Regions from separate parts of the Mus musculus genome. Here regions 2, 3 and 4 are each linked to region 1. A link is a contact called in public Hi-C data. All regions are on one chromosome and are shown on one strand. Each heading gives the region's core, a stretch centred on a gene start, on an enhancer-like site or on the middle of the called end of the contact. The rest is flanking DNA. Distances are from core to core; before and after follow the strand shown.

The links. A called contact is a pair of places that touch in the nucleus more often than the background predicts.
Region 2: a contact with region 1 is called in a Hi-C map of the G1E-ER4 cell line, with 2.4 times the contacts expected there. The contact joins two enhancer-like sites. A contact is called at or near these places in 2 of 39 promoter capture datasets (the C10 cell line and hippocampal neurons), 3 of 15 datasets of contacts at CTCF or cohesin (the G1E-ER4 cell line, large pre-B cells and pro-B cells), 40 of 484 Hi-C or Micro-C datasets (B cells, the C10 cell line, the C2C12 cell line and 25 more) and 10 of 115 datasets of contacts at active chromatin or transcription factors (CD8 T cells, DN3 thymocytes, the HPC-7 cell line and 6 more).
Region 3: a Hi-C map of CD8 T cells shows a contact between it and region 1, with 2.7 times the contacts expected there. The contact joins two enhancer-like sites. A contact is called at or near these places in 1 of 15 datasets of contacts at CTCF or cohesin (the G1E-ER4 cell line), 11 of 484 Hi-C or Micro-C datasets (B cells, CD8 T cells, CD8 central memory T cells and 4 more) and 5 of 115 datasets of contacts at active chromatin or transcription factors (CD8 T cells, memory CD8 T cells, regulatory T cells and 1 more).
Region 4: a Hi-C map of CD8 T cells shows a contact between it and region 1, with 4 times the contacts expected there. The contact joins two enhancer-like sites. A contact is called at or near these places in 2 of 15 datasets of contacts at CTCF or cohesin (the G1E-ER4 cell line and large pre-B cells), 14 of 484 Hi-C or Micro-C datasets (B cells, CD4 T cells, CD8 T cells and 8 more) and 6 of 115 datasets of contacts at active chromatin or transcription factors (CD8 T cells, bone marrow-derived dendritic cells, effector CD8 T cells and 1 more).

Annotation. Positions count from the first base shown.
Region 1 is chr2:79,124,773-79,130,706 of GRCm38.p6, forward strand. No RefSeq gene overlaps it. Among named protein-coding and RNA genes, the nearest start is that of Gm35748, 5.4 kb to the left of the region's middle. Within about 2 kb of position 2,814, at least 42 of the 459 cell types and tissues checked have an H3K27ac peak or open chromatin away from gene starts, as enhancers often do. A contact at or near this core is called in CD8 T cells, CD8 central memory T cells, the G1E-ER4 cell line and 6 more, where this site is marked.
Region 2 is chr2:78,959,324-78,965,257 of GRCm38.p6, forward strand. No RefSeq gene overlaps it. Among named protein-coding and RNA genes, the nearest start is that of Gm37004, 10 kb to the right of the region's middle. Within about 2 kb of position 2,663, at least 42 of the 459 cell types and tissues checked have an H3K27ac peak or open chromatin away from gene starts, as enhancers often do. A contact at or near this core is called in CD8 T cells, CD8 central memory T cells, the G1E-ER4 cell line and 5 more, where this site is marked.
Region 3 is chr2:78,977,923-78,983,856 of GRCm38.p6, forward strand. The region is part of intron 1 of Gm37004 (a long non-coding RNA gene); the gene reads left to right. Among named protein-coding and RNA genes, the nearest start is that of Gm37004, 8.3 kb to the left of the region's middle. Within about 2 kb of position 2,294, at least 23 of the 459 cell types and tissues checked have an H3K27ac peak or open chromatin away from gene starts, as enhancers often do. A contact at or near this core is called in CD8 T cells, memory CD8 T cells and regulatory T cells, where this site is marked.
Region 4 is chr2:79,267,218-79,273,151 of GRCm38.p6, forward strand. Itga4 (integrin alpha 4) reads left to right here. Exons shown (of 28, transcript NM_010576.4): 3 at 5,571-5,677; 4 at 5,776-5,905. Among named protein-coding and RNA genes, the nearest start is that of Itga4, 15 kb to the left of the region's middle. Within about 2 kb of position 3,179, at least 40 of the 459 cell types and tissues checked have an H3K27ac peak or open chromatin away from gene starts, as enhancers often do. A contact at or near this core is called in CD8 T cells, the G1E-ER4 cell line, the HPC-7 cell line and 2 more, where this site is marked.

The DNA.
Region 1 (5,934 bases), core at 1,564-4,063:
CAAGGAGGACTGCTTCCCTTTTTTTCCCCCAGGAGGTCACACTTTACCTGTTCATCTCTTTGGGCCGTGGCTTTAGAGGATCACACAGCCACCAAAAAAGGCCCAAAAAGCAGTCCTTCTCTGTGTTACATAGAATAGTCTCTTGCTTTTGGGGACTGACATCATTGCTGTCCTACATGCTAGGCTAGCCTGGGTGGCAGGCTTCTTTCCCTGGTGTTATTTATTGTTTTTTGAACCCTGTAGGAAAGCCCTCCTGTTAGCCGGGTACATTTGTGAGTGCACCTAACTGCAGATGTTCAGATTGTACCAATCCATAGGACTACAGAATGTTTTCTACTGTCTTCTAGAACTTAGGTTTTTGTTTGTTTGTTTGTTGTTGTTTGCTTGCTTGCATCTTTTAATTTTTGTTTTTGCAGTACTGGGGTTCAATCAGGACCTTGTAGAACATAGGCAAGTACCACTACCACTGAGCTACACCTTCAGCCTTGGGGAAGAGTTGAAAGGGACAAAACAAATTATTCTATAGTTTTCCTGTGTTTATAATACACTAAACATTGAACAATAAAATATAAGTTATCGTTTGACCTAAATTTTTACATTTTATATTTATTTACTTTGTGAATATGTGTACGAAAGAGCGAACATGTGTGTGCATGTATGTGAGTGCAAGTGCCGTGGTATGGGTACAGAAGTCAGATGACAACTGGCAAACGCTGCTCCTCTCTCTCCACCCTGTGGGTTCCAAGGATTGAACTCAGATCGCCAGTGTTGGTAGCAAGTGCCTTTACCTATCAAGACGTCTCATTGGCCCACTGTGGCCCTTGAATTACATATTAAACTAATTGAGATCACCCTCTTTGCTATTTCAGAAAGTGAAGAGCCTTAAAAGTTCCCTAGAACTCTTACTTTAAGTTATAATTTAAATTCAGAAGTCTTTCTCGAGAACAATTTAAAAAGTTGTCCTAAAATAAATAAAGCTTAGTAATAATATATATTGTTGTACATATAATGATATATAATATTTATGTAATTAAATATATACATATAATTACATATAATATATAATAAATAAATGAATTTACTGTTTTGTTAGCAATACTGAAGGAACAAGCTCCTATCCAGTGCACCTACACTGTAGACCTGCCAGCTCCCTTTCACCTCACATACAGAATATGTAGTGGGTGGTCTTCCTTTTATTTTACTGGAGCAAGAAAACATTGGAGATGTTAGATAAAGCATCCAGGGCCAAATGGGTCATAAGTGTCATCTATGTTGGGTTACTCTGGCCTCAAAAATTATATTCTTTTCATCCCAATCCTATCAGCTTTCAAAACCAAACCTGGTTGTTTTTATGTTTAAATTAAATCACAGCAGCAGAGATGCACTTTAAAATAGATGTCCTCCTTTCCCCCAAAAGATCATAATCATGATGATCATCCTGAGGGAGTTAGAGGAGTTTAAACTAGGAAGCACCAGTATCTTAATTAAATACCTGCCTGCTACACAATTAAAATGCTGATTAGGGTCCTAGTGTGAAGTAGGAGCCTCTGTTCTCTGTGCCCGTGCCTAGGGGGCGGGGGTGTCACTAGACTTTGCAGATTCGATGCTTACAGTACTGTAGTTTCACCTCAGAGCCCCTGAATAGCTGAGAAGAAAGACAGGGAGTCCAACAAGTGAGAGGCATAAAAGGTTGCCACTCACCACTCTCAGTACCCTTGACCCTCAGTCCACAGCTTAACTGTCAACAACCAAAAAACTATTGTGTGAGAGAATTGCTTAAAATACTTGAGTCTCTCTCCCTACTAGTGGAGCTATCTTGCGGTCTGGGAAGCTATAGTGACAGTTTGAAACTGTTGTAGAGTATATATATATACATCTATATCTCTGCAGTGTGGTGTGCTTTCTTATCTTCAGGAGCTTGACCTCAAACAGTTGACAAAACTAAAGAAAGTAAAGTCTCACGTTTCCTCATTTCAAGGTTTACGTTCAGTTGAGGATGTATCAGCAAAAGTCAGTATTAATCCATTTATGATATGAACATGACCAGCTATGGGGTTTTCATTTTGTATTCTCTTAACAGCTGTGAACAAGGCTGTGCCAAATTTACATTCCAGTATTGAAAGTTTATTATTTCACCAGATAAAATATAAATAGGTGATCTTGCAAAGAGGTTATTAAAGTAATGTCACAAAACTACTCACTAATCATATTGTAGTGACCAATGCACAGTATTAATAATAAATTCTAGGCAACCTTACTGTAGAAAATACAAGCCACACATTATATACCAAGTAAATACTTCCTGTATTAAAATGTGAATGTGGTATTAGCCTTGCTCTGAGGAATAAACACATAGCTAATTATATGTTAGGTGGTCTTTAAAAGGAAGTAGACTTTATTCTGGAAGTGACTGCATGATTCATGTGTGCAGGAGCCGAGAGAGACTCCTCCACCCAGCAAGGGAGGTCAAGGCTCATAAGAAGCATCAGACGCCGGATGAGGACAAACTGGGAAAAAAAGAAAAGAACTGTATCATTTTCATTTACTGTTCTGTAAATATCTTCATTTTAAATACATTGAAGAATTGTCCACAATAAAGGAGATGCAGAAATGAGTCAAAAGCCATAGAAATAAAGGGGAATGGGTTATTGAAAGGAGGGGAACAGGATGTGACAGAAAGGATCTAAGGGGCGGAAGGAGACATCCAGAGGAACAAAGGTGTTTGTAAAATGTTTGTGAGTCCTCTCCCCTTTCTGAGTCTTCCGACTCCTGTGGAGTCTCATTCTCTGAGTCTTTCACAGGATGTACATTTTTAGCCTGTTTACTCTGTAACTGAAACCTTTGCTTGTGTCCTCTTTGAACACCGCAAATGTAAGGCAAGGAAGGAGAAGTTGGTTTCAAGCCATTAAGGTGCAATTCTTGTCTGGGGCATCAGTGTCTCAAAGAAGAGACTCAGCTATACTGTTCCTGGCCGTAGACCCAAAATATGCTCCACCATACCACGAGGACACATGCTCCATTATGTTCATAGCAAATTTATCCATAATAGCCAGAAGCTGGGAACAATCTAGATGTCCCTCAACTGAAGAATGGATAAAGAAAATGTGGTTCATTTACACATTAGAATATGATTCAGCCATTAAAAACAAGGACATCATAAATTTTGCAGTTAAATGGATAGGACTAGAAGATATTATCCTGGATGAGGTAACCCAGATTCAAAAGAACAGGCATGGTATGTACTCACTGATAAGTATAGAATGCCCATGATATACCCTACAGACCCAAAGAAGTTAGATAAGAAGGAAGGCCCAAGCAAGGGTACTTGAATCACACTTAGAAGGGGAAACAGAATAAGAGACAGAGGAAAGGAGGGAACAGGGTGGGAGAGGGGAGCGGGAGGAGAATAGGGAGGCAGGGTCAGGTGTGGGAAGAGACAGGAAAGAGGCCCAGGAGAATGAATGGAAATCTACACTTGCTGGGGGTGAAAGAGGTGGGGAGGTTGGAGGGGGGATCTCTGGGAAGTCCCAGAGACCTGGGATAGGGGAGCCTACCAGGAGTCAATTTGGGTGACCTCAGCTAAGAAGCCTAACAGTGGGGATATAGAACCTGAAGAGGTCATCTCCTGTAGCCAGGCAAGACCCCCAGTAGAGAAATAAGGACACCAACCCACCCACAAAACTTTTGACCCAAAATTTGTTCTGTCTAAGTAAGGTAACCCAATCACAAAAGAAGTCATTAGATATGCACTCATTGATAAGTGGATATTAGCCCAGAAACATAGAACACCCAAGATACAATTTGCAAAACACAAGAAAATCAAGAAGAGGGGAGACCAATGGGTGGAAACTTCATTCCTCCTTAGAACAGGGAACAAAATACCCATGAAAGGAGTTACAGAGACAAAGTTTGGAGCTAAGACGAAAGGATGGACTATCTGGAGACTACACCACCTGGGGATCCATCCCATAATCAGCCACCAAACCCAGACACTATTGCATATGCCAGCAAGATTTTGCTGAAGGGACCCTGGTATAACTGTCTTATATGAGGCTATGCCACTGCTTGGCAAATACAGAAGTGGATGCTCACAGTCATCCATAAGATGGAACACAGGGCCCCCAGTGGAGAAGCTAGAGAAAGCACTCAAGGAGCTGAAGGGGTCTGCAACCCTATAGGTGGAACAACAATATGAACTAACCAGTACCCCAAGAGCTCATGTCTCTAGCTGCACATGTAGCAGAAGATGGCCTAGCTGGCCATCACTGGGAAGAGAGGCCCCTTGGGGACTCTTTATATGCCCCAGTACAGGGGAATGCTAGGGCCAAGAAGTGGGAGTGGGTGGGTAGGGAAGCAGGGCAGGGGAAGGGTATAGGGAACTTTCGGGATAGCATTTGAAATGTATATAAAGAAAATATCTAATATATATATATATATATATATATATATATATATATATATGAAATGCAGGATGGAGCAGAGACTGAAGGAAAGGCCAACCAATAACTGGTCCAACTCAAAAACCCTCCCATGGGCAAGCACCAATTTCTGACATTATGATACGCTGTTATGCTTGTGGAAAAAAGTCTAGCATAACTGTCCTCTGAGAGGTTCTAGTCAGCAGCAGAGCAAAATAGATGGAGATACCCACAGCCAAGCATTGGATGGTGTTGGGACTCTTATGGAAGAGCTGGGGGGAAAGATTGAAGGCCCTAAAAGGGAAGGGAACACTACAGAAAGACCAACAGAGTCAGCTAACCTGGATGCCTGGGAGCTCTTATAGCCTGAGCCACCAACCAAAGAACATTAGCAAGCTGGGACAAGGCCCCCGGAACATATGTAGCAGACATGTGGCTCAGTCTCCATGGCTGCTTTGTCTGCTAGTAGGAGAGGAGGAACCTAATCTAGAAGAGACTTGATATGCTAGGGTGGAAGGATACCCGGGGGGGCCACACTTTCTCAGAGGAGAGGGAAGGGCCCTGTAAAGGAGTGGGAAGGGGAGCAGCGTTTGAGATGTAAATAAATAAACAAACAGAACTCTAAAGTGATACCATGTTCTAACAGGCTACTCTTGTGAACTAAGTCTTCTTAAACTTAGCCTATAGAACATCTTGTGGCATCGCATCAGAGACTTGAATGAGAAGTGCACCTAGTACCAGCAATGGAGTTTTCTTTACAGCCATTTTAGAATGTCTTCAAGAAGGTAAGTTGTTGATACTCCAGTCAAGTACCTCCCACCCACACTCAGCAAGTGGCTCTAAACTCAACTGTTCACATACAAATGAAAACATTAACAATGTAGGAAGGGCTTAGTTAAAATAAGGACTTCAACAGGAGAGGAAGGGGTGACAGAGAGAGAAACTGGGGGGTGAAATGACTAAACTCATTGTATAAATGTAGGGAACTGTCAAAAAAGGGAAAAAATAAAAGCAGAAACCCATTTTAAAAAGAAAATGATTATCAAAAAGGTAAAGCTTCTAAGACTATAGCAAGAGTTGATGGGAATCTATCAAAACAACTTCCATATAATGAAAGTTCTATAAATATTTGGTGAAAGAATTAACAAATATAAGGATAAAATATAGAATTTGAGTCTTTTGACAAGATAACATTAGATTCAGATAGGAGCTTAGATTGCAATGGGTCCCTTTTGATTGATGGAGTGATAATGGATATGACCCAGTCTCTGAGGGTGATTTCAATTCATTGAGGAGAGAAGATAGCAAATATAGTAGGCATGGACACCAGGTTTCTTACATGACAGCCTCTTAGTAAGTACTCAAATACTTATTAGCTAGTTAAATGGAAAGGATTAGTTAATTATAAGTGATAATAGCAATGTATAAAATTATTATCAAGGGATTTGGAAGAACACAAGTTATGTGGGTTGATTCCATCCTAAGTCAGTGTTTTGGCAGATGATTAATATACTTG
Region 2 (5,934 bases), core at 1,413-3,912, 170 kb before region 1:
GATTCAAAATAACATCTTCATTTTAACTGGTATTAGCCATGGGTTTTCTGCATTTCCTTTTTTATGATCTGGAAATTATATGTATATGTAGTTTTGTTTTTTATATTCTTCTTTTCTCTCCCTGTTTTCTTTTTCATTTTTCTCCTGTTTTCTTTTTTCTATCCCTCTTTCTTCTTTCCTTTCCTCTTCTTCCAGATTACTTTCCTATTAATGATCAGGTTGAGAGCTATGTAACCACTAGATGGTGGTACAAGCACACAGGGAGAAATATTTTGTAAACAGACTAGGTATTAGTTTTGATTTCCTGCTTAGTTTTTAAATTGCTGTACACTTGGGCCCTCAAATGCCTCCTAAGGGACATCACTGTGGTCGCTGCTTAGTAGTTGAGCCAACATAACACTGATGTTGGGCTTTTATAGCAGCTGCCGTGGACCACTTTATGTTGATGGTGAGACTGTTTTTAGAATGCTCATTGCTTGCACGGATTAACTCTTCAGTAGGCATCTGTTAGGTTTCCTGAGTGATTTTAAGTGCTTGCTTATATTCTTGACTGATTTACAGAACCTACGATGTTGCAGTTGAGACCACTTAGAATTTATAATCTTGCTTTATTTAGTTGACTGAATTTTATGAAGAAATAGTAGTTCCCTAGCGATCTCCTACAATGACAAAAGGCAGCTACTTACTCTGGTTAGCCCGATCCACTGCAGTTCAGAGATTCATACAAACCTGTATCATCCATCATCATCTCAATGTATAAAATGTATTTTTAATATCTTGGAATTTGTGACAAAAGTACTTTTCTATGCGTGCACTGCATAATTTTTGATTTTGGGAAGTATATGTTTTCTCTGTGGGGAATGCATGGAAATCTGGGCTGTGAATGTTTGTATCAGTAAATTCTTCTTAAATCACAGAAGAAAAGAATCCTGTGACATTGAAGGGCATTTGCTTATAGAGCTACATGCTAAGCTTAGCATTTTAAACTCTTGAAAACCAGCTAAATGCAAGGCTGTGTGCTCAGCCCCTCTCCCCCACGCTCCACACCCCACTCTGCAAATGTTCTGTGCAGACAGGGTGTGGATTCCTTCTCCTGTTTGGCGGTGTCTCTATGTGGTTTGTGGGGATGGCTATATGATTCTTTCTTGCTCTGCGACAGCATGTTCCTGTCAATTGTCAAGTGCATGTGTTTTCCTGAGAGGCGCTCTTGCAAGCAAGTTCCCGCTTAAAAGCTTCTATGAGTCATTTCTTTGGGGACCAGTGTTGAGGCATATCACCCCATTTGCATCAGGGTTGCCTGACTTAGTAAAAAAGAAAAAAAGAAAGATTAACATTTTAGCTAAACTATCTGAAAGGTTTGGATAGTAATAAGGCTTTCTTACCACTTAATATGCCCTGGTGAAACTCTATGATCTGCTATGTAGTAACATTGTTAAACTGTTACACCTGGAAGGCTTCATTTAAGACATTTGCTGTCTAACTAAAAGGAGATGGTTTCTTGTTATTCATTCACACATAAGGGAAGGCAAAAATAATCACCGACTTGCATTCAACAAAACACGGAGTTAAGAGAAGCAGTCCCTAAGATGATGAGCCCATTGGCACCCTGCTCCATGAGGTAGAATCTACTGCAGCTGCGTCCTCAGTTTTATTAGGAAAGATAGCCCATTTTGTGATCTACGACGTTTAAATCAATTGAACTGTAGTGAAATCTCTCCCCTGAAATGGCTATTACACAGCTTGCAACCTTTTGTTCAAGAGATTAAGTTTGCATCTCCTCACATTATCTCCTTGTAATTGGAAAACTTTCATTTTGACGCAGAAAATGTGCCAGCGTCCCCGAGAGCCTTGCCACAAGCCAATGCAGAATGCCATCTGGAGGGTCCGTGCCCACATCAGGCGGCAGCCTCCTGTCGGGCAGGATCTGGAACTTTGCAACGAACAACTAATAACATCTTAAGCTCCATTTGTCTAGCTCATGAGTGCTCTTGGCAGAGGTCATAACCAGCAGTGGTTTTCTTGATTTGCTGCATCAAATGTAATTAGGTTAAAGCACTCACTGACAGAGCCTCTGATAATGGCATGAAAGCCTCAGGCTTGAATTTACCCATCCAGTCAAATTTAAGTTTAGAGCAGCAAAGATGTATTAATTTCATCACTGGGACAATGAATATTGGTAAACTTGAAAGGTATTTATTTGGAACAAAGCAGTTTTCCTTCCTTTGGATTTCATACGTCTTTGGTTTCTGTTTTAAAGTTGAATTGAATCAATGCATGTTCTGGTTCCTAGCTTCTGATAAAGTCGCTGATGTCCCCTGCTAGGAGACATAGTCTCATGTGCACACAAACCACACATCTGAACCATTGGTCATACTGTGTAAAATGATAAGATATCTTCAGCGTGTTACTCTGCATAACTGAATTCTGACAGTTGTTATTCATAAAGACAGAAACGACACCGTGGTTGACCTTTTAACCCTTGCCTGTTGAAAAACTCCAGGGTAGCAGAGGTCTCTTCATAAATGAGTCAGGTCGTGGCTGTGAGTAAAACAGAGAACCATTGCTGAGGGTTAAATTTAGGGCAAGCTCGGGCCCAGAGCATGAGACAGACGTTAGCTATTATTAAGGGTATACAAAAAGAGTTTCTGCTCTCTGCTAGAGAAAGAGAGAGCTGGAGTGTGGTCTCAGCCAGAAGGCAGAGGTTCCTGGCATGGCTGCAATGTTAATGATCCTCACAAGGCTTTAAGAATCAGCAGTGGAGTTAGGATGTGACATAAAAGACAGTCTCAGGAGGGCTGAATTTTTCAAACTGACTTCCACATTTCTTCTCCTGTCCCTGTCTCTTAGAAATACTGGCACTACTGGAGCCAGTGGAGGAGCACAACTGAAATCTCTCAGGAACAGCAGTGATTCCCGTTGACTTTGTACCTCATTGGGGGATGGGGTGTTAGTTTGAATGTTTCAGGTGGTTCTCCTTCTGATAAAAGCAATAGGCATGTGTGAGGATGAGGTTAAGTAAGTGTTTATTTGAGGATTTAATATTGCACACGCTGATGGAGTACAGCAATTACCGTGCTGTGATTTTCATATTCATATGTGCCATATTTATTTGTTGTTTACCTCTCTGCATAATGGAAATGCCATGAAAATCTGTTCCTTCTACTGCTTTAATTTTAAATGAAGCTAAATGTTATGTATAATTTTAAGTTACAGATTGCTAATTTCATTCTGTTTTAAATACTCTACACATAAGAAGCTCTTAGGCTCCTGCAGGAGTCCCTGCTTTGAGCAGAATCAAAGCATAATTCTCTCAGTAATTATATAATAGGTAGGTAGTTAATAGATTAAACATGAGCCCGAGACATCATCACATCGACAGTCTATTTCAAACCATATAGTTACCTGTGCTGTTCATATGTATATGACTCTCTGTAAATAGAATGTGTATGCCTTTGTAACTTTCCTGACAAATATAATGTAGTTAAAAGCTTACTGCATCTGTTGTAAAGTATTTGCATCTAGCTTACTTATTAGTAATCTGGTTACAGACTCGGTACTTGGTGAAATGGTTGCGAAAGCTTCAGGAACAACCCAGTTTTCACCTACTTTCACGATAGTATTTTAAAGAGGCTGCCAATGGCAGAATGCAAAGCTAGTTTACCTTATAAAGGAACAAAGCAAGGGAAACATTGAAAAATTAACTCTATAGCTGTTGTGTAGCTTTCTGTCACTAGCCTGAGAATCCCTTCATGTGCTGTATCTCAACTTCTGTTTCCTGGCCCATCCTTTTTTTTCCTCTCCTCAACTCCAGAGCTGTATCTGGAACCTGGTTATATGCCATCCAAGACCTACTAAAATTATTCACTCATTTAATATGCATCACTCTACACTTAGCACATATATATCTATATCTACCTAGATGTCTCTATCAATCTATTTATCTATGTAGATATTTGTTAGAGATATTCATATTTAGATGTCTATATAGAGATATTTAGATAAGGTCTCTCCTGCTGGCTACAGCCTTCATGGGAACAAATCTATGTCACATGTCTATCTCTGTATCACCTCTATATCTATCTATGTATCTATCTATGTTTCTATGTATGTATGTATGTATGTATGTATGTATCCATCCACATAAGGTTCTTCTTGCTGGCTCCAGCCTGTTGGAACAGATCTATATAACATGAGTGGGAACCATGAGTCAATAGTCCTTCAGGGTAGTGTATATTTAAATGTTCCAAAGACAGAAATGGCTGAGAAGGTTCGTTTTTCTGAGAACTCTTAATATAGCCTGCAAATCTCGGAATGTGCCAGTTGTTCAATTTCCATTGTTATTTACAAAAGTGAAGCTTTGAATTAAGGGAACGTGTGCCATCTGCCTACCCCTGTGATAATGCTGGGTTTATTCCCAAGCATATCAACCCCTGGCTTGGCATTTCCACTAACTGAAGCACTTTTCTCATTAGACTGCGTCTGTGTCTACAAAAGGTCATTTTCCTGGTTGTTCATTTGAATATTCCTATCCTCTCTGTCTTCCTTCACTGGACTTGAGGTTTCCTATTCCAAAATGTGGTACCGCATGTACAGGCTATACTCAAGGCACCACTTTTTTTTTTTTTTTTTAGTGATTTAATCAGTCAACTCTTGTATTTATTGATTTTTTATTTACTATTTATATTCAGTGTCTATTTTTCTGTGCACACAAAGGGCATATATAATTCTTTGAGAAGACAATGTGATATCTGTCCCCAATTCAGTCTTAGTTAAAAACAATAGTTGATTGTGGAAGTCTAAAAATAGTCTGTTCTAGCTAGAAATTTCTAAATGCCAGGGTATATCAATAACATATTTACCCATTCTGCATTTCATAAGAATTTATTAAGTATTGTGATATGCTTAGCAGTCTTAGGTTCATTGGAGATAGAAACTTAAACCATGCATGGTGTCTGAGTTGGATGAGCTTAGAGCAAGTGGATACCATGACATACTGGGTCTGCCTGAAGAACTTGAGCATCAACTAGAAGCTTAATAGCTAATACAAGGTCTGATCCATTCAACTGTACAGAAAAGCAACTGTAAAACACAGTGTTCAAGTGGCTCAAAGTAAAGCTTGAAAAGTACTGGAGGATACCAGCACTTTTGCTCTACAGATAACACCAGCCAATGGAAATCACCGAATTTTATTAAAAGGAGAAAGAAGGTAAATCTGAGCAAGTTAAAGAGGGGAACTGGATAGAATCTGAAACCTGATTCAGAATACAACATTTGGGGATCTAACTGGGAATGTGTCTTCAAAACAACAACAGTGGCAGAAAGAAGCAGGTTGAAGGATCACAGGGCTCCGAGAGGATGTGCTGACAGATTGATAGGATCAAGGTCAAAGCCTGGAAGACACAGAGAGCAGTGAAGGGTCTACTCTCGGAGCATCAGTTGGCTGCAGTGCTGACACAGGTGCTGGAGACTAGACGTTCTTATCCCAGGCAAGAGGAGGCCAACATTAACGTTTCCCAGGTGATCTGTAAATAAATAATCAGGGCTTATTTTTGTTAATTTTCAACAATAATGAAAGTCCATAAGAAGATGCAAATCAAGGTACAACATTCTATGTACACTGATTTTTCCCAAGCATATCTAACTACGAAAATGTGAATCTGAGGGGGAAAAAGGAGTGTTTCAGATCATCTCAACCAGTAATCTTGCTTCAAAATGCAAGAAAGTTAATGTGGGAAAAAATGTCTACATCTCAATCTACAGTGAGTTTTCTTTTTATAACCAAGGGCAGGCCCTAATAATATTCATCAAATGAAGCTCGCCTAGGCACCCATCCTTGCTTCATAGTCCTTTCGGTATTCTCTGTTACCATCTGCTGGTGATGTCTATAGTTTTGCTGACTGTACTCTTATGCTCTAAGCCAATAAGTGAAATCTT
Region 3 (5,934 bases), core at 1,044-3,543, 150 kb before region 1:
AAACAAAGTATCCAGTTAAAATTTTTCAAACAAAACAAAACAAAACAAAAACAAAAAACAAACAAAAAAAACTAAGTGTAGTTAAAACTTGGATCTTAACCAGGAAGTCTATACTTTAAAGGTCAGCATTGTAAATTGGTTTCCTCTGCAACAGCAAAGTGTCACAAACATGAGGCACAAGGCAAGACTTCAGCATAGTTCTGTGATTTTGGTCACACAGCTTACTTTAATTTACTTTAAGCTGTACAGGAAGCTAACATGAGATGAATGCTGAGTTCCTGGCTTCAGACCAAGCAAGTTCATACTTGGTAAGATTCCACTCTCAAATGTCATTTCCCCCAGCTTTTCTACACTGGCCCATGACTGCCAACCACAAGTTGATGCACATTTCAATGAAAAGTACCCCTCAAATAAACTTGTTACAAACTCGAACCGATCATCATATCATAACTTTATTTGGAGGACTTATATTCTGCCAGTGTATTTCTTTCTTGTTGAACAAACATACCTTCTTAGCATAAGAAGCATAAGAGATGAACCCTAGTCATGCAGGTCCAATAGAAACTAGCCAATAAATGGAGCTTGGTAGGTAGTGTGGTTTGTTCCCAGGGGTGTCTTCATTTCATATAAATACTAGTTTATATGAAATATAGTTTGGGAGCTAAAACCACAGGTGGTGATACCAGTACTAGGAAGAGGGTTGAGAAGGAACTAGGTGGAAAATAGAAATAGGCAAATTCGCAATTGCCCTAGAATGTACATAGTCAGCAAACAGAAGGAGAGAGTATCCTATCCAGGATTGCTATCCTATTCTAAAAGAAGGAATGAGGGAAGGAGGGGAGGGAGGCAGGGAGGAGGGAGGGAGGGAAGGAGGAGGGAAGGGGCAAGCATGGGGAAGACTATTGGAAAAAAATAGACCCCAGGCAGCGCCAAATGTTGAACAAACTTAAGTTACAGGGAATGTGGGGGGTTTCATGGTGGGCTTTGGGAGAGACTTCTGGAAAGCAGTAGCGCTGGAGGCTGAAAGAGGAGAGAGCCACCACTAACCACACGTGTGCAAGCATTTGGTATAGGGCTGAGGGCAGAGTGGGCAGTCTGAGCAAGGAAAGGGACTCATGAAATCTTTCTAGTAAAATGTTATTTGGCATTATAAACACGAAGAGACTTAATCTGAAATGATTCTGTAATATTAACAAGGTTTCTGGGCTTTTGTCTTACAAAGGCAAACAACAAACAGAGAAGATTATTCGAAATAGAGAATTAACTCAGCCACTTGAAATACTTTACCTTAAGCCTGAAGGAAAAAATTTATCTTTGAGCTTTAGTATGTTTAACTTAGGATCTGCTGGTGTATGTCTCCTAAACACCTGTTCAAATGAGGGGTTTTCTCTCCTCCTCTCTGTGGTGATTTGTATTCTGTGCTCAGTCGGCGATGCACAGCATGCACGATGCTGCCAATTTAATGTCAGGTAAGTCAGCGTGTATTACAGCTTCAGGAAACACATCTTTTCACAGTGATAGACCATTTTGAATGGGAGTTTTCTAAATATGAACATGGGAAAAAGATAGTATTTGTAAATTAGAATCAGTAACAATGTTCTTAGAGCTAGGAACAAATATTTTTTAAAAAAAAAATCAGTCACAAATGATGCTAAGTGATTTGCATGCTTACTGCATTACCTAACTGGTCATCAAGTGCTTCAGCTCTGATTTTTAGATTGAAGCAACATATAAAAGCCAGAGTGTTTATCACCACTGTCTTCACTTTACAGCTTGATTTGATGGTGATTTCCGACCCACCCCGAATCTTCATCTCTCTTCATGCCAACCCTTCTCTGATTGGCTTCATTCCCTCCCAAGGTTCCAAATACCCCCTTTATGATATTGGTGGTCAGATTTATATTTCTGAACCTTTCAAAACTAATGTGTTTACTCTGTTCAATCCGTGAGTAACAAATGATCTTTCCTGCTTCTCAACTTCCTTTCATTTCTCACAGAGTCGAGTGGAGAATGGTGGAGATATAATGCACTGTGTATGTTTTAATGTGCACTTGCTAGGCTCTGGCATGTGTGCTCACACATGGGACCATTACCTCAAGCAGAACAATGAATACAGTCAACACTAAGTCTCCTCATGCTTCCTATTGTTTTTAGGTTCTTTCCACTCCCTTGTGAATGGCACACTTTTGCCCAGGTCTTTTTTTCTGTGAAATTTGGCCTAGTTCTTTTGAGTCTCTGTGCAGCTGCCTTTGTCAGTGAATTGCTGCTGTGGTTGCGGGGAGGTAGGATCCCGTGACACTTCAAATATTTACTCACCAGCCAGCGGGCATTTGTGTGGGTTCTAGCTTAGGGCTGTCCTACGTACAGCTGATATGGCCACTGATGTACAAACAGTTCATTCTATGGCTATGTATTTTGATCTGTCCTAGGTAAAAACCTAGGACTAGGAGGGTTACGTCACATAACAGCCTTAACATTCTTTAGGTTATAAATTTTAAGAATTTGCCTAACATTTTTTTTTCCTCTAGTGTAGCTGTACCATTTTCATTCCTGACAGCTGTATTTGAAAGCTCTTTGTTGCCATCCGGCAGACTATTAGCATGGTCAATATTTTAATTATAAAAATGTGTGTGTATTGTTACATTCAGTCGTTCTAACTTGAATGTATTAGTAACAAACGATGCTGTCAATTTTGTCTGTATTCATTTTAAGAAACATGCATGCTCAAATCATCTGTCATTTTTTTTGAGTTGGGTAATTTTCTCTCTTAATGTTAAAATGTGAAACTATTCTCTCTAATTTCTCCAGATTTTGTCTCCCTGGATGTGTATGATGAGCAGTGTTCTGCTTAGTACTAAAGAAAAGTGCCTGACTGCTTGACTCATTAGGTAGCCAGTGATGGCCTTGAGCCACTTTCCAAGTGTGCTTCTATCCTTAGTTTAGGTACTGGGGATAAACTCTGAGACACTATGCATGCTAGGCAAGTACTTTACCAACTGAGCTACAGTCCAGCATGGATTTCTTAATTTATCTAGAGTCTAAAGGTCATCTCTTCAACTCATAGTAGCTAGAAACTTCCTGTTCCCTCTGCTACCTTTGTGGGGCCTCTTTTGGGGGCTGTGAACTAATTCTCTCTAGTTAGTCTCAGGAAATTTCCATTTGGTGACTCACAGTCAACTTTCAAGTTAATGCATCCAAAATAGAGTTCTTCCCCTTCTGGAAACTTTTTTCTTTCTTCACCCTCTCAGTATATGGCATCGCCAAGCACACACTTGCTTGCACTTGACATCTAGAAGTACCTTTTGATTTTCCCCTTCTCTATCAGGATCTAAGCCACACCTTTCAGGTAAAATAAAGAGTTAAACCATCAATCCTTTTTCCTTTGCTTCCTCTCATTTCTGTGATCCCAGTCTATAATGAGAGCGGTCCTCGTTCACTGAAATTACCCCATCTCCTAACAGATTTCCCCCTTTCTTGCATTGCTTTCTTCTGTCCTCTACCATAGCCATCCATCATGCCAAGCATCTGGGAGCCCCTAAATGTGTAAAGCAGGTTAAATCAGGCTTTCTTGAAAGTCTTTAATAATACTTCTTGTTTCAAATAAATAAAAATATCCACTCCTTCCAATGTCTTACAAGGTATGAAAGAGCTAATCATCATATCCTGGGTAATTTATGGTTTTTTATTTTGTTTTGTTTTTGATTCTTCTCTTAACATGGCCTCACTATTTTCTAGGAAATAATGAACTGTTTCCAGCGTTAAAAATCTTGTCACCAAATAAAGTGTTTTTCTTTGAGTTTGTGCTACAACCCAACCTATCTTATCGTCCAGATCTTACCTAAATAACAAGCGGAAGCCTCATTAGCTCTCCCATGTTGCTAAGCCTTTCATGTTACTTGCACTCCTACTGCCTGCTTCTTATGTTCTCAGAAACTGATTTCTTCCCAACTTTAGTTTGTTGTCTTATAGGTCTCAAAACTGTTATTATGCTGGCTTCTATGATTTTTGCTCACTACTATTTATCTAGTATTTGCAGCTGCCTGCTACCTATAGATATTTAATACTCTATCATACAAAAGAAGGATATATTTGAGTTAAAAATCACTTTTTGTGGCCAGTAAAATGGCTTTGAGGGTGCTTGCCATCAAACCTCATGGCCTTTATCTACATGGGGAGAAGTAGGGAACCAATGAACCAAATTCTACAATTTGACTTGTATACGTGTATACAGTGGTACACACACACACACACACACACACACACACAGAGTTAAATGTAATAAAAATGAGATAAAATTACATTTGAGATGATTTTTCTAGGGCTAGAAATTTTTCAATGTTACTTTCTTAAAAGTACCAAACCTTGGGCTAGAGAAATGGCTCAAAGGTTAAGAGCATCGACTACTCTTCTAGAAGTCCTGAGTTCAATTCCCAGCAACCACATGGTGGCTTACAACCATCTAGAATGTGATCCAATGCTATCTTCTGGTGTGTCTGATGATACCTTCAGTGTACTCATACACATAAAATAAATAACTTTTTAAAGTACCTAGCAAACCTCTATGACTGAAGAGCAAACAAGAGATTTGATTTTAAGAGGTAATACTCTGGAGAAAACCAAATTTTTACCTTTCATTTTTGAGGACCTTTCAAAATAAAGCATAAGGGCAAAGTTATCAAATCTAATGGTATTGGTATAAAAGCAGACACACACACCATTGTGACAAGATAGAGTGTCCAGAAGTAGCCCTGTGCACTTATTGCTGACTTATTTTTGACAAATGTGACAAAAAACACACTACAGAGACAGGCAGAGCATGAAAATACAGTTTTTTCAACAAGTGGTGCTTGGCAAACTTGATATTCATATGCATATCTGCAGATAATTTACATTTTATTTCCTTCTCTTACCTTGTAAAAAATCAGCTCAAAATAAGTAAATCTAAACTTAAAACCTTAAATTCTTTAACAAATAAGATTTAAAAATGCAGAATAATTCAACGTATAATTATGGGCAGCAGATTTTCTAAGACACCCCCCCCCCCAAAGAACAGGAAACAAAAGTAGAAATAGACAAAGGAAATTATAGCAAACTGCAGGGCATTTATTCAGTGAAAGAAACAGCAAAAAGACAATTTTCACAATGAAAGAACTTTAGAAGTTGTTCAGGTAACTCATTTCCAAAGTATCCGGAAACTTTCAAAAGCCCATTACAAACCCCTAAATAATCCAATTAAATATGGGAAAAGACTATTAATAGACACTATAGAAAAAGGGGAATTGTCATACACTTGTTAGAGGAACATATGAGATAGAACATCCCTTGGAGAACCTGTAAGCCTACTCTGAACACTAATGTCTCTCAATAATCCTGCTACTCTTCTTTAGGTACATAGCCAATGGAAAAGGCATCGACATATTAGTGAAACACCTGCATGCTTATGTCTATTGCTGTGCTAGTGACAGTCACTAAGATATGGAATCTACTTGTATGAGTGCATGGCATGAAATGAAAAAAAAAAATAAACAGAAGACAGTGAAATAGTAAATGAACATTGAAAAAAACTACATAGTAATGCATATCCTATAATTCAGGAGGCATGGGCAAGGAGATTGACATTCTGCACCAAAAGATAAGGCCTTGTCTCAAATGAGAGAGAGAGAGAGAGAGAGAGAGAGAGAGAGAGAGAGAGAGAGAGAGAGAGGTAATGTCATATTATCACTTGCAGCAAAATGGATGGAACTAGCAGATCTTATGGTAAATGAAACAAATCACACACAGAAAGACAACTACAGAATATTCCATCTCACATGTGGATGTTTAAAAATTCATTCAAAATGTTTAGTAGTGATTAATAGAAGCTGGGAAGGCTGGGTAAGGGAGTAGAGATAGGAGGAAGTTGGATAATGGGGTCCCAAGACACTTGAGTTGATC
Region 4 (5,934 bases), core at 1,929-4,428, 140 kb after region 1:
AGACTCAGTGACTCAGTTTTGGAGGCTGGTAAGATGTCAGATGACAAAGTGTTTTCTGTGCAAGCATGAGGCTCTGAGACCAACCCCCAGCATCATGTGAAAGCCAGACATGGTAACAAACCTCTGATCTCAGCACTGGGGAGGTGGCGACAGGGTCCCCGGATATCACTGGCCAGCCAGTCCAGCTAAATAGATGAACTCTGGGTTTTGTGAGGGATTCTACCTCAAAAACCACAGCAGAGAGCAACTGAAACACCTCCTGTGTTGACCTCTAAATACACATAAGCATTAACCAACGTGCACACACCTGTAAACACAATTTTTCACATTCACATGAATCAATTTTCCTATGACTAAAAGGATTAATAATGCATTCTTCTGGCTTTACTGTGACAATAAAACAGTGTTCACGTTGAGGCTTCCCATAAAGTGATGGCTACATATACAAGAGGATTCTGCTATGATCTACATGCATCTTAGTGTTTAACCAAATCCTTAAGATATATTGACAATACCATCATCTAATGTTCACATATGTCCTATATCCTGTTCTTGCCCAAATACATCACACTTGTCTTGTTCTGTATGGGAACAACACAGATCCTAACTGACTTAACCATTTTAAGTCATGCTCCTCCCAGACACACATGGAAAAATCTGCAATTTCAATCTGCTATTTCCTCCATTCTATTTGTTACTACGTCTTAAAGCTCAGGGAAATAGTATTGTGAAAGAAAATCAGGGGGCACAGAAACAGAGTGACTCTTTCTTCCATCCCAGTCTGGTGAAAACATTATGGTCTTTTGTCATATCTAATGAGGAATTTTTATGGTGGCATAATGTATTTCAAAATCCCTCTTCACAACTGTGTATCAAGTACCTTCCTGCTATCTGAGCAGCAGTGTTCTACGCTGCCTGAGTGCTACTGTCAAAACACAACCAGTCTCTCCTCCTTGAGGAGATGTAGAAGATTGTATATCTAGCACTCCATTGTCCAGCTAGAGTGTGCAGTGAACAGCAAAACAAAAGGGGAAGAGGTGTGTTTAAGAAGAGTACCCAGTTAGCTTTGTACTAGCAACTTATTTTTGACCATTAAGAATTTTAAGTTTCACTTACATATGCTGGTAGAAATCATTAGTTTGAGATTTAAAACTAACACGCACACACACATATCCTATTTTCTTCTTCAATTTGAAAAAAATAAGACTGGGCTTAATTCTTGGACTAAGAAGGATGGTTTTTAATATTTTTTTCCTTAATTTGTACTGGGGAAATGCAGTCAACTGTGCCACAAATTAGCCATTCTAGTGCAAAAGAGTGGAAAAACATCAGATGCTAATTTCTGCTGACCTCTTTTGTTTTCAACCATGTAAAATACTTTTTCAATCATGGAACTGAGATTTGATTTGCTAAAAGTTTAGCTTGGTAATGTATAAGCTGACTTGAAAATGGGAATATAAATCACTGCAGCATGACATTGGGTAAAATAAAATATGGATTTCTTTTTTTATGGTCTTGTCAAGGACATTCAGGAAAATTAGCTTTCTTGTGACAGTCTTTGCAAATGTCACCTCTGTCAAAATGAATATCAAATTTCTTCATGAAGAAAATATGTTTAGTATTTAATTGCCTACTCTCATTACCTAGCTGAAACCCAACAGGACAGATCTTTTATTACTATTTTGAAAGCAATCTAAGTTTCCCAGTAATTAGACAGGAAAGGGCCTGCCCATCTACATTGTTGAAACAGTTGTTCTTAAACCCAGCTTCACCCCCAAATACAGTCATCTGGGAGATATTTTTGAATGCTGATGGCCTGGTCTCCCCACAACCCATCAGCCTTGGGTTTGAGTACTCGTGGTGGGGGAGGGGCACGGGAGGTAGTTGGTATTTGTTTAAAATTCTCCTGGGTGATCTCAAGACCATTCAACTCCTTCACACGGAACAGTAGATTTACAAGCACAGAGGCTGAGGGAAGGAACTCTCAACGGTCTAAGAAAAGCATAAGATGGGGCCATCTTGACTCTTCTGCTGAGATTTTTCTGGCATTCCCAAAGAGAAGAGAAAGTGTTCCAGAAATCAAGGAAGTTCCAGAACTGGAGTGGTGACTTGCAGACTATTCCTGGAACTAATTTTGCCTAGTAACACATACTGAAAGCCTCTCTGTATTGTGGTTGAAGTTGAGGATTGTCTCAGTGGGAAGCAATGTCAAGAAGCAAAAAGAAGAAATAATCACAATGTGTAGATGTGTGGGTGTGAGTGTGTATGAAGGGAGGATGTGTGTATACATAAGTGTATGCCTGTTAAAATAATTCCTCACAATTTTATTATTTTATGAATTTTCTTTATGGCTTCATAGTCGTACTTTTGACCCATTTTGAATCAAGACATGTAACACAAATAGAAGACTGATTATTGTTTTCCATTTATGAAGTTCAATTTTTAGCACATATTTCTGGGTTTTGGGTTGGGATGGGATGATGGCTAATAAGATTTGGGTTTGGCCACAATGAAGATGAATAAGGTCTGTGCTGAACCATAGAAGCAGAGCAGAACGGCTGCAAACAAATGTATGCAGCTAATCCCAGTCAAAACAAAGTCCTCCTTCCTACTGGTTACTATTCATCATCGTTTCTTCCCAGCGATCACAGCCTATACCATTAAGAGCTCTTGACTTCTAAGGTTGAGTCTTTTCTGTAAAGTAGATAAGTGATATACATTATATCGTTTAATATATACACACACTATGTAAATATATATATATATTTAAATTACCACAAATCAGAGGCCTATAAATTAGACAGTATCTGTTGTTGATACCACATAATAACACATGTGAAAGACTGTGTCTAGTCTGACTTAACCCCAGCCTCCACATGCCCCATTCAAGAGCAACTTAGCCTCACCACTTGAATCCTGAGAAAGTCTGAGCATTTTTCATGTCAAAATAAACACCTCTTCTTGTGGCTTCTGGAGGGCTCGTTGTTCTGTTTCTAAGAATCATTGCTTTAACCAGAGAACTAAGAGTAGGGACTTGGGCAACACAGGAAATAAAGCCTAGAGCCTTACAGGCTCTCAGAGAAGTCATTCTAAACAAGCCAGGTCGTTCAGAAGTCCTTCTGAAGGACTCAGAAAAAAACCAGAAATGGAGAGATATGTGCTGAAATGATAAGAAAGGGGCACAGAGAACAGGAAGGCTAGGCAGTAACAGCAGTAACTGTCTTCTGCAGGGCTAACTCTACTGTGCAGGAAGCAGCTTGGATAAAACAGATAACAGCTTAACTTGGCAAAGGTGTCTCTAATGTTCATTTAAAAACGTAGGGAACAGCTCAGCTAAGAAACACATAATTGCATGCAGGATGCTATTCTTGCACATATGAACTTCTGGGCCATTTTCAGCTAGCAAATTTGCACGCTATCATTTGCATGGTTCCAAAGCATCGTGTTTGTTGTTTTTTAACGTCTGGTGACTAACTAGAGAAGAGAACATTTGTTTGCAAATATCAAACCTGATCTTGAAGAAAACACCCATTTTTCATCCCCATGCAAACAGGGAAGGTGGCGTTCGGAGGACCACGCACTCTTGTCTTTAACAATGACAACTGCAGGTGGATTGGCTGGTGTTGACTATAATTTTAAAAATAGTTTTGTATTTTCGATTATATGGCATTTATTGTTATAGTAACAGAGCTTCAACTGCACATAGCCTGGCTGCCTTTGGTGGTGCGTTTTTGACATTAATTTTAAAATATTGGTGGTTTTAAAGACAATTCCAACTGAAAACTGCATCCCAATGAAAATTAAATCCTTTGGCCTCCCCTTCTTACTTCTCCTGTATTGGTTTGGAATCATGTAGCCCTAGTAGCTCCCTGTGTTAGGCTAACACTGTTGGTTGAATGCTTCTCAGCAATTAGAGTGAAGTTTATTGGAACTGGAAGATGGTAGCTGAGAGCTCACAAAATGGAGTGTATAATGGAACATTATAAAACAGGTTCTGTTTTCCTGGACTTCCTTCCTTTCCTCTTCTTTCTCCAGCCTTTCCTTCTCTCATCATTCTCACATAGGAAGCTCTGTGTACATCAAGACTACTCTCTATCAGGGTTTGGACCACAGCGAACTGTTCTTCCTGTTGCTTAGCAGTGTTCTTTCTCTGGGTCTGTTTGCCTTCATTTCTCAGTCAATCTCCCAGACTATCCATTAGTAGTAGAAGACATCATTGGTTTCCAGGAAACCAAGCCAACAAAGCATTATCAATGTTCTATGCTAACCATGCTTCTGACCTGATCTGAAGCAACCCTTGGAATGGACAGGGATGGCTGGATCCCCTGACTAGGACTCCAGGAAAGAGTTTGGGCAGCTCCCGTAAGCTCGGTTGTGTTAAAGCATTAGGTATTTCTGTGAATGATGGTTTGAAATCCACACATATATTCATAAATATCTTCCTACACTTCTTACACAGAATCTTTATGACTCAGGAAAGTCAATACAAATGATCTCCTTTTAAATATATTATCTTTCTGTATGGAGGCGTTGTGAGTGTTCCTAGGAAACTCTACCTAGGATTCAGATAAGAGAGGAAAACAGGTAGTTAATGATACAAAGATGCGTGTGAGACATTTTGTTATAACACTATAAAAACTTGTGACCAGTGTTCAAAATAAAGAATTCCAGCTTCCGGTACACTTACCTCATCGAATCAATGCTGTGGCTTTTTTCCCCCCCGCTGTCAGAACTAAGCACAGAATATTCAAGTGTTAACTAAGGAGAACAGAATGTAATGCTAGAGAAAAAAAAACCCTATGATCCCCATCTTATCTCAGTCTTCCTCCAGTTAATGATGTGAAATCACTCAAACACAGAATCTCACTGGGGCTCCCACTCAAAAGCTAAAGGTGTGTGCTGGCAAATAAAACATCATTGCCATAAAGACGACTGCTCTACATTTCAGCAGGGCTGGGTTGCACCTGAGTAGTTCTGTTATGTTGGGCTGTTTCTGCAATTTATGCATTTGCCAAAGTGTGCCCATTGACTTTTTTCCCCCAACACCGTATTGTTTTCATAGAACTTTCATCATTGTTGAAAACACCAGTCATTCCACTAAGCCTAAACCACAGGGCATGTTGTTTCAAAGGCTATGCATTATTGGTACGCTAGTTATATACTCTACTGTCTACTCGCTCAGTCATTTTCACGAGTGCTTGGCTGATGTTAATAAATGGGTAAGAAAGGCAAAACACAAATTCTTTTCCAATCATCAGCCTCTGTTTTGTATCAAATGGACCTTGCTCATCCTGTTCAGGATAATTAGCTACCTCCTATACCACTGAGGCCACTTCTTCATGGCCTCTACAACATCGCTCTGAGGTCATTTCAGCAAAGAAGATTCAGCTTGTGTGGAGAACAACTGTGTTTGCAGAGAGCAACTCAGTTTTACTCCTAAATTGAACTGAATACAAGATGAGACAAAGATGGGGCAAGAGAAACCCTGGGAATCAGGGTCTAGCTTTAACTACTCTATGCCTTTAGAAAAATTTTCAACAAAACTGATGAGATTTTCCCAAATACTGCAGGTAGCCCCAGTGGAGAGCCTTGTGGGAAGACATGCCTGGAGGAGAGGGATAACCAGTGGCTGGGGGTCACCCTTTCCAGACAGCCTGGAGAAAATGGCTCTATCGTGGTAGGTACTGAAGTGGGTCCACCAACTGAGACCAGTCCTGGAATCAGACTTTCGAGGTGTGACTTTCATATTTTTGTTTGACTTTTTGTTTTATCCAGACTTGTGGGCACAGGTGGAAAAATATTTTTTACATGAAGAGCGATAACAAACTCCCCACTGGCATTTGCTACGTCATGCCTTCTGATTTGCGGACAGAACTGAGTAAAAGGATGGCCCCGTGTTACAAAGGTAAGTGGGACTTGACCGAACTAGAGGAA